Regions from separate parts of the Salvelinus alpinus genome. Here region 1 is linked to region 2. The links are chromatin contacts, called in public Hi-C maps. All regions are on one chromosome and are shown on one strand. Each heading gives the region's core, a stretch centred on a gene start, on an enhancer-like site or on the middle of the called end of the contact. The rest is flanking DNA. Distances are from core to core; before and after follow the strand shown. Region 1 holds the start of LOC139546843 (homeobox protein Hox-D10a-like). Region 2 holds the start of LOC139546839 (heterogeneous nuclear ribonucleoprotein A3-like).

The links. A called contact is a pair of places that touch in the nucleus more often than the background predicts.
Region 1: a Hi-C map of red muscle shows a contact between it and region 2, with 8 times the contacts expected there. The contact joins the promoter of LOC139546843 here to the promoter of LOC139546839 in region 2. A contact is called at or near these places in 2 of 3 Hi-C or Micro-C datasets (muscle and red muscle).

Annotation. Positions count from the first base shown.
Region 1 is chr20:39,520,089-39,525,004 of SLU_Salpinus.1, reverse strand. It overlaps LOC139546843 (homeobox protein Hox-D10a-like), which reads left to right and starts at 1,886. Exons shown (of 2, transcript XM_071355702.1): 1 at 1,886-4,302. The coding sequence starts at 3,567. All of the region lies in intron 1 of LOC139546842 (homeobox protein Hox-D3a), which reads left to right.
Region 2 is chr20:39,346,837-39,352,138 of SLU_Salpinus.1, reverse strand. LOC139546839 (heterogeneous nuclear ribonucleoprotein A3-like) reads left to right here and starts at 2,233. Exons shown (of 11, transcript XM_071355692.1): 1 at 2,233-2,341; 2 at 3,792-3,914; 3 at 3,999-4,145; 4 at 4,231-4,441; 5 at 4,533-4,619; 6 at 4,721-4,789; 7 at 4,877-4,930; 8 at 5,029-5,166; 9 at 5,289-5,302. The coding sequence starts at 2,336.

The DNA.
Region 1 (4,916 bases), core at 637-3,136, 170 kb before region 2:
CCAAAATGATCTATTACGTTATATAAGTCTTTATAGTATATATTTTTCATATTTAACTTCAATTGGCAAGACCATGAAAGCGAAGAAAACCCATACCTAACAAGGCCTATGATTTGATTTGGCAGCTTTAAAAAAAAAGTGGTGTATTTATTATAATTGTTTTAATTATTTGTATCAAATAGCCTATTGTTAATTGAATTAATAAATAATAAATTCCTGCCTTTGAATTTCCCGTATAACGTCAATGTCGTCCCCTATCACTTTTTTTTTGAATAACTAGGCTATAGGCGCCTTTGGGCTCATGTCTTGAGAAACGACGCCTTCTGAATGATATCTGCATTGCAGTAGGATTCCAATATGGCTGCGAAGCAGTGAGTTTTCCTTTATGAAAAGTAGGCAGATACAGGGATACAGTTTCTTGTTTGAAGTTGATAACTGTCTTCTACATACTAACCAATTAAGATGTTGCATTACATTTAGCCTTTATGCAATATTCATGAAATCATCCGCAATCTTCTGATGTGGTAGCATTACGCACGACTTCAACAGTCTTACAAGAGTATAATATAGTTTAGCTTAAGTAACAACACTGAAACCAAAAATATGTGTCATAATCAAGGGTTTAATTCGAATCCACGGATAGGTCCCTCGTGTGTTAGAATTTAACAAAGTAAGGCAGTGCACTGCAGTATACTAAAAGTGAACCAGTCGACCAGTGTGTCATCCTAAATAAGCCTAAATATTTCTGTGACCAATGCTTTTTCACTTTTAGCATCGCGCAATGATTTTCTTTTCGATGAAAAATGTAGGCCTATGTGGTCTAATAGGCATGCCATGTTGGACATGTTAGTGTATCTGATCATTCGAATTGTGTTCCTAGCTGTAGGAAATAAGTCACAAACACACACATATCAGTCAGTCTTTTGATTGAACATTTTTATTGGGTTTTTGGTTCAATAAATAGGCCTAGTTGGGAAAAAACATTGTGCAGACATGGTGACTGCTCGTTCCTATTCTAACCACACGAGGGCAGACGTGTAGCAAGTTTCGGTCTGAGTTTGTTCATGAAAACACACATAGGTTGAATTACAGCTGTGGTCTGGAATATTATTGAAAGGCTTGTAAATGTTCTTGTTTGTGGTTTGGTGATAGAACATAGCATACGTTCGGTGATCTGGCTGTCTTTTTTGACTTGGCTTCCTTCTGGTAAACGTAGCTTCATTAAAAAAAATAAAAACACAATAGCCCAAGCAGACTTTGTTTCGTTCATGCATTCCATGCATTGCAATCAAAGGGGCACCATCACTGTTCCTAACGCCACCATTTTAAAGTGGATTAAACAGTAGCCTTAACTATGTGGATTTGTATATCATAGGCCTATAGAAGACACCAAGTCCAACTTAACCCTGGCATATATTGGACATGACTTGAAATGTTGCTGGGTTAAACTTAGTTTCCATTCCAAATAACCCTAAAGTAATTAAATACTTGTTAAATGATGGAATAAGGCACATGACCTATCTGGATTCCTCAATCAACCCTGGTTAGACTGAAATTATCGTGTGCATTATCGATGCATTAAACTAGGTATTTTGATTTGGACGGCCGTTAAGCCTTATCTAGTAAATATGTTGTCTAATCATTTCAACCGATGTTACCTGATAGGGTAAAAGGATGATTTAAAATGGGATGTGTAAACCTAAGATGTTGAATAGACCATGGGTTTTTATATTTTACTGAATTATTTGCTGAATTATTAAAGGCCCTATAATCACGGTCAGAACACCTGGATGGTTTTGATGTTGTATTCCTGGAGGTAAAAACAACACATGGCACACTGGTGAATTCGTAACGTGTCCTAAAACGTGATTTTTTCATTTTCTACGTTTAATAGAAGCATATTGTATGTCTGCATTTTTTGCGTAATTGACCATTTGGCATGTATATCCGTATAGGACATTTATAACTTCAGAAATATTTTGGAGAGCAAATTCTGTTTTTAGGCTATTGTTCATGTAGACATATATTGAAGCAGCCTATATATCGCACTTCTAATTAATTCCTTATATTGTCATCTTTCTCACTCTTCTTTCGATCGAGCTTATATGTTAGATTTCTCAAACGTGTTTCTGAAGCATCTTCATATTAGGGTTGACCTGAAGCATTGTTTTGGCCTACAACCTTGAAGGTTAAGCTTCAGACGTAGGGCTATGCTGTTGTTGGACGTCCTTGGATGTGCACTCGCGCTCTCATTGTTGAAATCATGTTTAAAAAACAATGCTCCCCTTACGCGTGCATGTATTTGGGTTCTTTTACAGGTATGTAAGGGTATCATAGGTTCATTTACAAAAATCGATGCTTAAATTTAAAGAAACATCATGAAACAAATGTACATAGGCCACATATAAATATATAGCCTATTAGATATAATCTATAGGCTGATATTTTCATTTACATTACATTTTACATTTTCCTCCCATATTTATTTTCTTTAGTAAATCTACGTGCACAAACTTGGCTCATTGAGGTAGGCCTATTCAGCGTGTCATTAATGGCATCCTCTAAATACAATTAGTAGTATTATTCAGCAAATAATCGGTTTATGTATACTTGTTGATTTGTTCATTCATTGCTATTTCTCTGGGTAAAAAATCCACATCATCTACCTATTTGAAAACGTGGACCTGCTAAACCGATGTGAGATGATGAATTGAGAATAGGTGTATGTTTAGCGCTGTAGTGGATTGTTATTAAAACGCATTAGTTTCCTATTCCGTCATATAGGTCACAAAGAAACTAAGTGCGCCATACCCAGAGCAGGCATTCAAAGGCTATTACAATTGTTCTGAAAAAATTAGAACCGGGTAATCGATATCACCTCTGTGTAGGCTTTCCTTGTATTTTCATTTTTAAAGAATAACATCCTACTTAAACCAGACGCTGTTTAATTAAGAATCCAATGACAACAAAAAAAATATAGGCCTATAATAGCCATATTTGCTTTTAATTTTGGTTGTAATTGTTTAATTACCTCCTGTAAATTGATTTTTCTTTTCAGTTAGGATTAGATTACGATCACTACACCGTCATTATTTTAGTTAATGTCAAAGCATTGGCTTTAGTAGTTATATAGCCTATAAAAGTGAGTAGATTACCTATTGGTCGTGAACTTAAATTGTGTTAAAGGTGTTCAAAGTGGTCAAGGTATGGGCATTGGAGCTTGATGCAACTGTACATTATTTTCAGGTTAAGACCATGCACATCAGCTTTGATTTTGTTTCATGCCAAGCAAAGAGAACAGGCTAAATATTCAAGATGTCCTTTGTCAGTCTTGGAATCAATTTCAAGTCCGTGTTCTAGGTGTCGCTGTTGACCACGTCTGCCTCCCAGTCATGAGTCAATTCGTCCATGTGATGGGAAAAGAGGCTGCGTCTCAAGGCCATTTTCAAATTTCATTGGTGAGCTTGTCATGTGGTAGAGAGGCATCCTGAGCAACACGGAGATTGTTGTGCTAGATATGTCAGCCTACAAAGAACATCTCTCTCCTTTTTAAAACTTCTCCAAAAATGTCCTTTCCCAACAGCTCTCCTGCTGCAAATACGTTTTTAGTTGATTCGTTGATTGGCGCTTGCAGAACAGACAGCTTTTACTCCAGCAGCAACATGTACATGCCGTCCGGTGCAGAAATGGGAACTTATGGAATGCAAACCTGTGGACTCCTGCCGTCTCTCGGTAAACGAGGGGACGTCAACCACCAAAATATGGGCATGAATGTCCACTCTTACATACCTCAAATTGATAACTGGACAGATCCGAATAGATCTTGCAGAATAGAGCAACCATCCAACCAGATGCCCAATTGCACATTTTCACAAAACATTAAGGAGGAGAGTAATTACTGCATGTATTCAGACAAGATAGCAAAGGTCAACTCGTCCGATGTCCCTGTATATTCTAATATAATCCCCGAATCGTGTTCAGTTGATGGCCCCGAGATCCCTGTTCCGGGCTATTTCAGACTGAGCCAAACTTACGCGAGTGGGAAACACCAGGACTATGGCCACGAGATGACGAGTCCAAACACCACATTGATGCAGCTCAACAGAATTACTCCCAAACCGCAGTTGTCTTCCTTTGTCGAAGTGGAAAAGAAAACGGCTGATATACCGCATAACCGGGAGATCAGCAGGACACCCATCCCCGCGGAAAGCCCGGATCCAAAGTCGAGCGCGCAGGAGGAGAAGAATTGCTCCACTGAAGCTTCAGTCTCCAGCCCAGAGTTGCCAAAGAAGGAAGCGAAAGGTAGGTACAATACAAGGATGAATCGTGTCATGGTGTAATATGAACGCTCCAGCATCATAAAAGCCAATATAAAACACAAACAGCCCTAAAGTCGTAATGTTTAATGAGAGCCTTACTCAGGTTGCAGTAAAATGCTACAGGAAACTGTTCGACTCGCACATATTTGCATTGAGGTCTATTCTCTTCTATATTTTTCTATATTTATAATGTATGTGTTTCTTTGTTGATTGTAGCAAAACAGAAGATTCCATTTTATAGTTGGGTAAATGTTATTTGGGAAAAGTGTATTTATTTATTGAAGTGTAATCCATATTATTAACATCTAGTAGACATAAGGCTTGTAGTCTGTTTTGTATCTTCATCCTCGGTGTTGTGATTATCAATTTCCTCCGAAATTATAATACAGAAATACTCTAGGCTCTAACAAATGTGTACTGTAGTGGATTTCATCAGTATGCCTAATATGCATGTCAAATATTACTTTGGTCTAAAAACTCAGTCGTGTAATTTAGAGCAGGTGTTGTTAGTTATAGTTTACAGCCTGTAATATTTCAACATGGTAGTAGCAGAGTACGACTACTAACCAATAATACTCATACAGGCTAAAACTAAAT
Region 2 (5,302 bases), core at 984-3,483:
TGGGCTGTGCTAAACTATTAGTAACATACAATGCGGATTACCCTTGATGTCCTGCAACAAGATGAAAGATGACAAAAACACGTCACTCCTAGAATGTTTTATAGAACCCCAGATTGGGAGAGAAAATATTCCCACCTGTAGCTGGTAATAATGTGTGGGTTGGGTCGGTAGTCTGTGATATATCTCAGTGTCAGGGGGCTGTCACCCCATGTTCAGAGAATATGGGGTGTGATCAACAACCAAACAAACATGCTGTCCAGGGGTTGGGGCAAGGAGAAGTACACAGAGCATCAATCAAACTCCATCTGTGAGGAGCTGATACCGCAGCACACATGCCTCTGCGCTCAGCTCTGCTAACCTCCCTTAACACCCAGCCCGCTTCTGTTTTGTGCTATTTCAGTCCAAAATTTGTGATAGAAACATTTTTTAAATGAAAATTAAGAGGTTGCTGGTTCATACATTCCTATGCTTTGTCCAAAGGTTACTGTCGAGCGCAGAGGTGCCAAGAATACACCAACGTCAAATAGACAAAGTTGGAAAATGCATATCTAGCATCAGGAGAAAACAAATTATTCAATTTGTGTTCTGATAATGGGCACGTCACTCTGTGGAAGTAATGTTGAGCCCAGTGTAAAGTCAACTCCTGTTCCAGGCCTCAAAGGCTTGTTGGGAGCATTTCCTCCTTCAATTGCACCAGGGTATGACTGACTGCCTGGTTTTTGACAGCATGAATTCGACAAATCCCCTCACATCTGCTGCTCCCCTCAAAACAGCAGCGGTTGGCATGGGCTTTGACTGGGCAGCAAGACATTGTTTATGGCTGATGGGCTATCCTTGGCTGTTCCCCCTGCACAACATTTTATCAGGCGTGAATGTTTTCCTTCTTAGCTGGTGCTATGGGCAAATGAGAAAGACTGGAGTCTTTGACAATGTTTTGGGCTTTCCTCTGACACCGCCTAGTATATAGTTCCTGGATGGCAGGAAGCTTGGCCCCAGTGATGTACTGGGCTGTACGCACTACCCTCTGTAGCGCCTTACAGTCAGATGCCGAGCAGTTGCCATACCAGGCGGTGATGCAACTGGTCAACTACTACTGTTCCTTAATTAAGGGAAAGCTCTGAAGCAGAAATAATGTTACCAGGCCTCAATCTCATTATCAGTTTAATTAAGAAATAAATGTGCTGGAACAAACACAGGTGATATGTAATCGACAGTGTCAGAGTGAAGGGTGGAACACAGGACTTATTTCATTCATGGTTATTCATGGCTATAGAATCCTTGTTTTCATCCATTGTAACAACTGTCTTAATAAAATGTTACGCTATAACAATATAATTAATCTCTGTAGTTGGAATGATCTTTTACTTAAAAAAGGTACAATACCACCTATAATATAACAGCACTGTAATAACCAAAACAAAGACATACCACACTACAACTCTAAATAGGCAATAAATAGAAATGAAGGTTAATGACAGTGAAATATTGTCATTTTTATTGGGGCTGTATTTTTTCCTGGCACCCTGTAATGGTAATGCCAGACATTATTCCATCCAATAAAACAGTACATGGATACTTGTCCAGATCTGATTTTCAACAAGATTCTATATTTATGGTGTAGCAGCTGATGGCAATAGCATATTCAAGTTGTACTGTCCAATGTCAACACTGACAGTGGTCAAATCCAAAACATTAACTTACGAGTATTCAGATACAATTTGCACTTGCATTAAAATGTGTATGCTAAAATGTGTATGCCAAGTGTTACAAATACTGAAAAACAGTTGCATTTCCCTGCATTTTATTTTAATAAAAAATATCTGTATTCATGAACCAGTAACATACATTTGCAACAAACAAGCTAAATTCACAAAATATTTATTTTGCTTTGTAGTTATGGGAAAATATGGAAAAACCTGGTTAATGTCTATGGGAAAAACAATCAGCCGAGGCTATTCTGGTACATTGCCTTCAGTGTCCACTAGATAGCAGACAACTTCTTTGATTCACTCCTACAGCTACATGGTATGTATGATACATGGTGTATGATTAGCCTACAAAGTCATCACAAATGTTAAAGATTATACATTATAATAAAAATATAATTTCATTTATATCATTAGACATTTAAATAAAGGTATACTATGCAGCTGAATACATTTACTCTGAATGATTGATCTTAAATCAACTTGCCAGGCCTATCCGGTTTATTATGGTAAAACCACAAAACCGATCCTGGATCAGTTAACGACTGCACGACCCGTTCAGACTTCCTATCACGTGGTGCAGTAGCTTCCTTTCTTCTCAGAACCAAGGAAAGAGAATACTTCGCAAAATGGAGGTGATAAATATGTTGATTGTTTATCAGTGTCTGCATATATTTGCGTTGCACGTAACAATGTTAAGTGTATTATGAGCAAACAGGTCTTTGGAAATGATGCAGCGACATAATGTGCACATGATTCTAACAGCATTTTTAGGAAGGCAACATTAACGTTAGCTAGCTAACGTTAGCGCTGCTGCGTTTCTCAACATTTGGCTAGCAAAATTATCATGCCAGTCACAGGGTTCTACGGTTACAATGTTGCAGTTATTTTGGTTTATAGAACGTCTCCACATTAACAAGTACTTGGATGTATCATTCATTGGAATACATAGGCCAAAAATGTAGGTCAGGCCATGTCTTACCTACAGATTGTAACACCAGACAATGATGTAACCCCCCAAAAGTGGTATCCAGTATACTGGGTGTTACAGGTTAACGTTACTGTTTGGTGTAACAGAGAATTTTCGACCAACCTTAGCGATTCGTCGAAACTGGGGTCTCATAAAATGTTATTGTCCAGTTGCAGGAGGTGTTTTGGAATTTAGAAAATGCTCTGTTATAATAAATAAATTAAAATGTTTTGCGCCATAAAGGAATCCAACAATGAGGAGTGTGTACGCCGCCATCTTGTCTTTTTTCTTGTTTTTTCAAGTCTTCACTCATTGATTGAGGCAGGTGGATCCACCCCAAAGTGTCGCATGTCATGACACACCTGTCTCGATCAACAAGAGAATACTTGAAATGGACAAGATGGCGGCATACATGTGGTTTGATTACTTAATGGAGTCATTTTATTTTAATAATGGAGACTTTTCTAAATTCAAATGGACAAGGACATTTTATGAGACTCTGGTTTCCAAGAATCTAAGACCATATTCCTAAGTTTGGTTAAATTATGTGCTACAACAAATGGTACCAAACCTGTAACTCCCAGTATAATGCATACTTAACCATGTTTGTTTAAATCACATTATCTGGTTTTACAGTCTAGCTAGAGAATAGCCTGTCCTACAGTTTAGGTCTATGTATCCCAATGAATGAACATTCAAACACTTGTTGAACTGTGGAGACATACCATCATTCTACAAACCATAATTACTGCAACATTGTAACTGTAGAACTCTGACTAGCATGATGCAATTTTCTAGCCAAATGTTGAGAAACGCAGCTGTGCTAAAGTTAGCTAGCTAGCATTTTGTCACTGCATCATTTTCAAAGACCTGTTAGCTACATAATATTTGCACTTTAAAATGTATTTTATAACACTTTTAAAATGGCAAAACTGTTTTCCCTAGAATGTCCAAGAGTCTTGGCTAATGAGAAAATTCTATCAATACATTTACACTAAGATATTGCAATCTAGGTTATTACACTGTAAAATGTTTGAAATAAGATGGTATAGTCTGTTATTCATACAATTTCATTGTTGTGTGACATGCATACCTGTTTTGAAATTTTTTAACAGGGTCATGAAGCTAGGGAGCCTGAACAGCTCAGGAAGCTGTTCATTGGGGGCCTAAGTTTTGAAACCACTGAAGAAAGTTTAAGGATCCATTTTGAACAATGGGGAAACCTCACAGACAGTGTGGTATGTATGCATTTCACAAGTGTCTGGTATTTACAATGCATTTATATGAGGAGTAATGTGAGCTAATACGTTGGTTTCATGTAGGTAATGCGGGACCCAAACAACAAGCGCTCGAGAGGGTTCGGCTTTGTAACATACTCCTGTGTGGAGGAGGTGGATGCCTGTATGGCAGCTCGCCCTCATAAGGTGGACGGACGTGTTGTTGAACCTAAAAGGGCTGTATCGAGAGAGGTACGTAAACTCTGCTTCACATTCATTTGCGATTGTCAAAATGTGACAAGTGTGTGCTCACTGCTCAGCTTTTCTTCTGTCACAGGACTCTAATAGACCGGGTGCCCACCTGACGGTGAAGAAGATATTTGTTGGGGGGATCAAGGAGGACACACGGGAGGACCATATCAGGGAGTACTTTGAGACCTACGGGAGGATTGAGACCATTGACATTATGGAGGAACGCGCAACTGGGAAAAAGAGGGGATTCTGCTTTGTCTCATTTGATGACAATGACACTGTGGATAAAATTGTTGGTACGTATGGGGTTGTTGCCGCTTTGAATTGCTCATTTTTAAATATCAGTAAACATTCCTTTGCTGAAGATTTGCCTTGTTTTCTTTTCAGCTCAGAAATACCACACAATAAACAGCCACAACTGCGAAGTCAGAAAAGCACTCCCAAAACAGGAAATGGAGGCGTCCAATCAGAGGAGTAAGCATAATAACCCATCTTTATATTTGTCCAAATGTATGAATGTTTCAGAGTGGCACATAGAACATACTTCAGTGTCAATATTGGCATTTTCTTTTTAGATAGGGGTGGTGGCTCTGGAAACTTCATGGGCAGAGGTGGTAACTCTGGTGGTGGCAACTTTGGGCAAGGTAAGTCCCTTTTCCATTTGATATGTGGATACGTTTGGAACTGTAATCGCACCAGCAATGTAAATGGAATTATCTTGTGTGTTACAGGAGGCTACGGTGGCGGAAGAGGAGGGGATGGATACAATGGATACGGTGGAGAGGGTCAGTATTTATGTAGCGGATCATCAGATAAGGAGCGGGAACTTGACGATGCATTTCTAAAAGAGAGCTTGCTCAAATCTGAGCGCTTTTCTGTCCAGGTGGAAACTACAGTGGGGGACCTGGCTACAGAGGTGGACGTGGTGGCGGGTATGGGGGAGGAAGTCCTGGGTATGGAAACCAGGGAGGAGGCTTTGGAGGAGGATATGATAACTACAACGACAGAGGCAACTTTAGAGGTACGAACACCTGTTTTAGCCTGTATATATTGTCATGCAACATGATCTGTTTGAATGAGCTGAACCCACATTAATTGGATGTGACGTCATTATTCTAAAAAATAAATCTCTGTGACTCGTAGGGAACTTTGGTGGT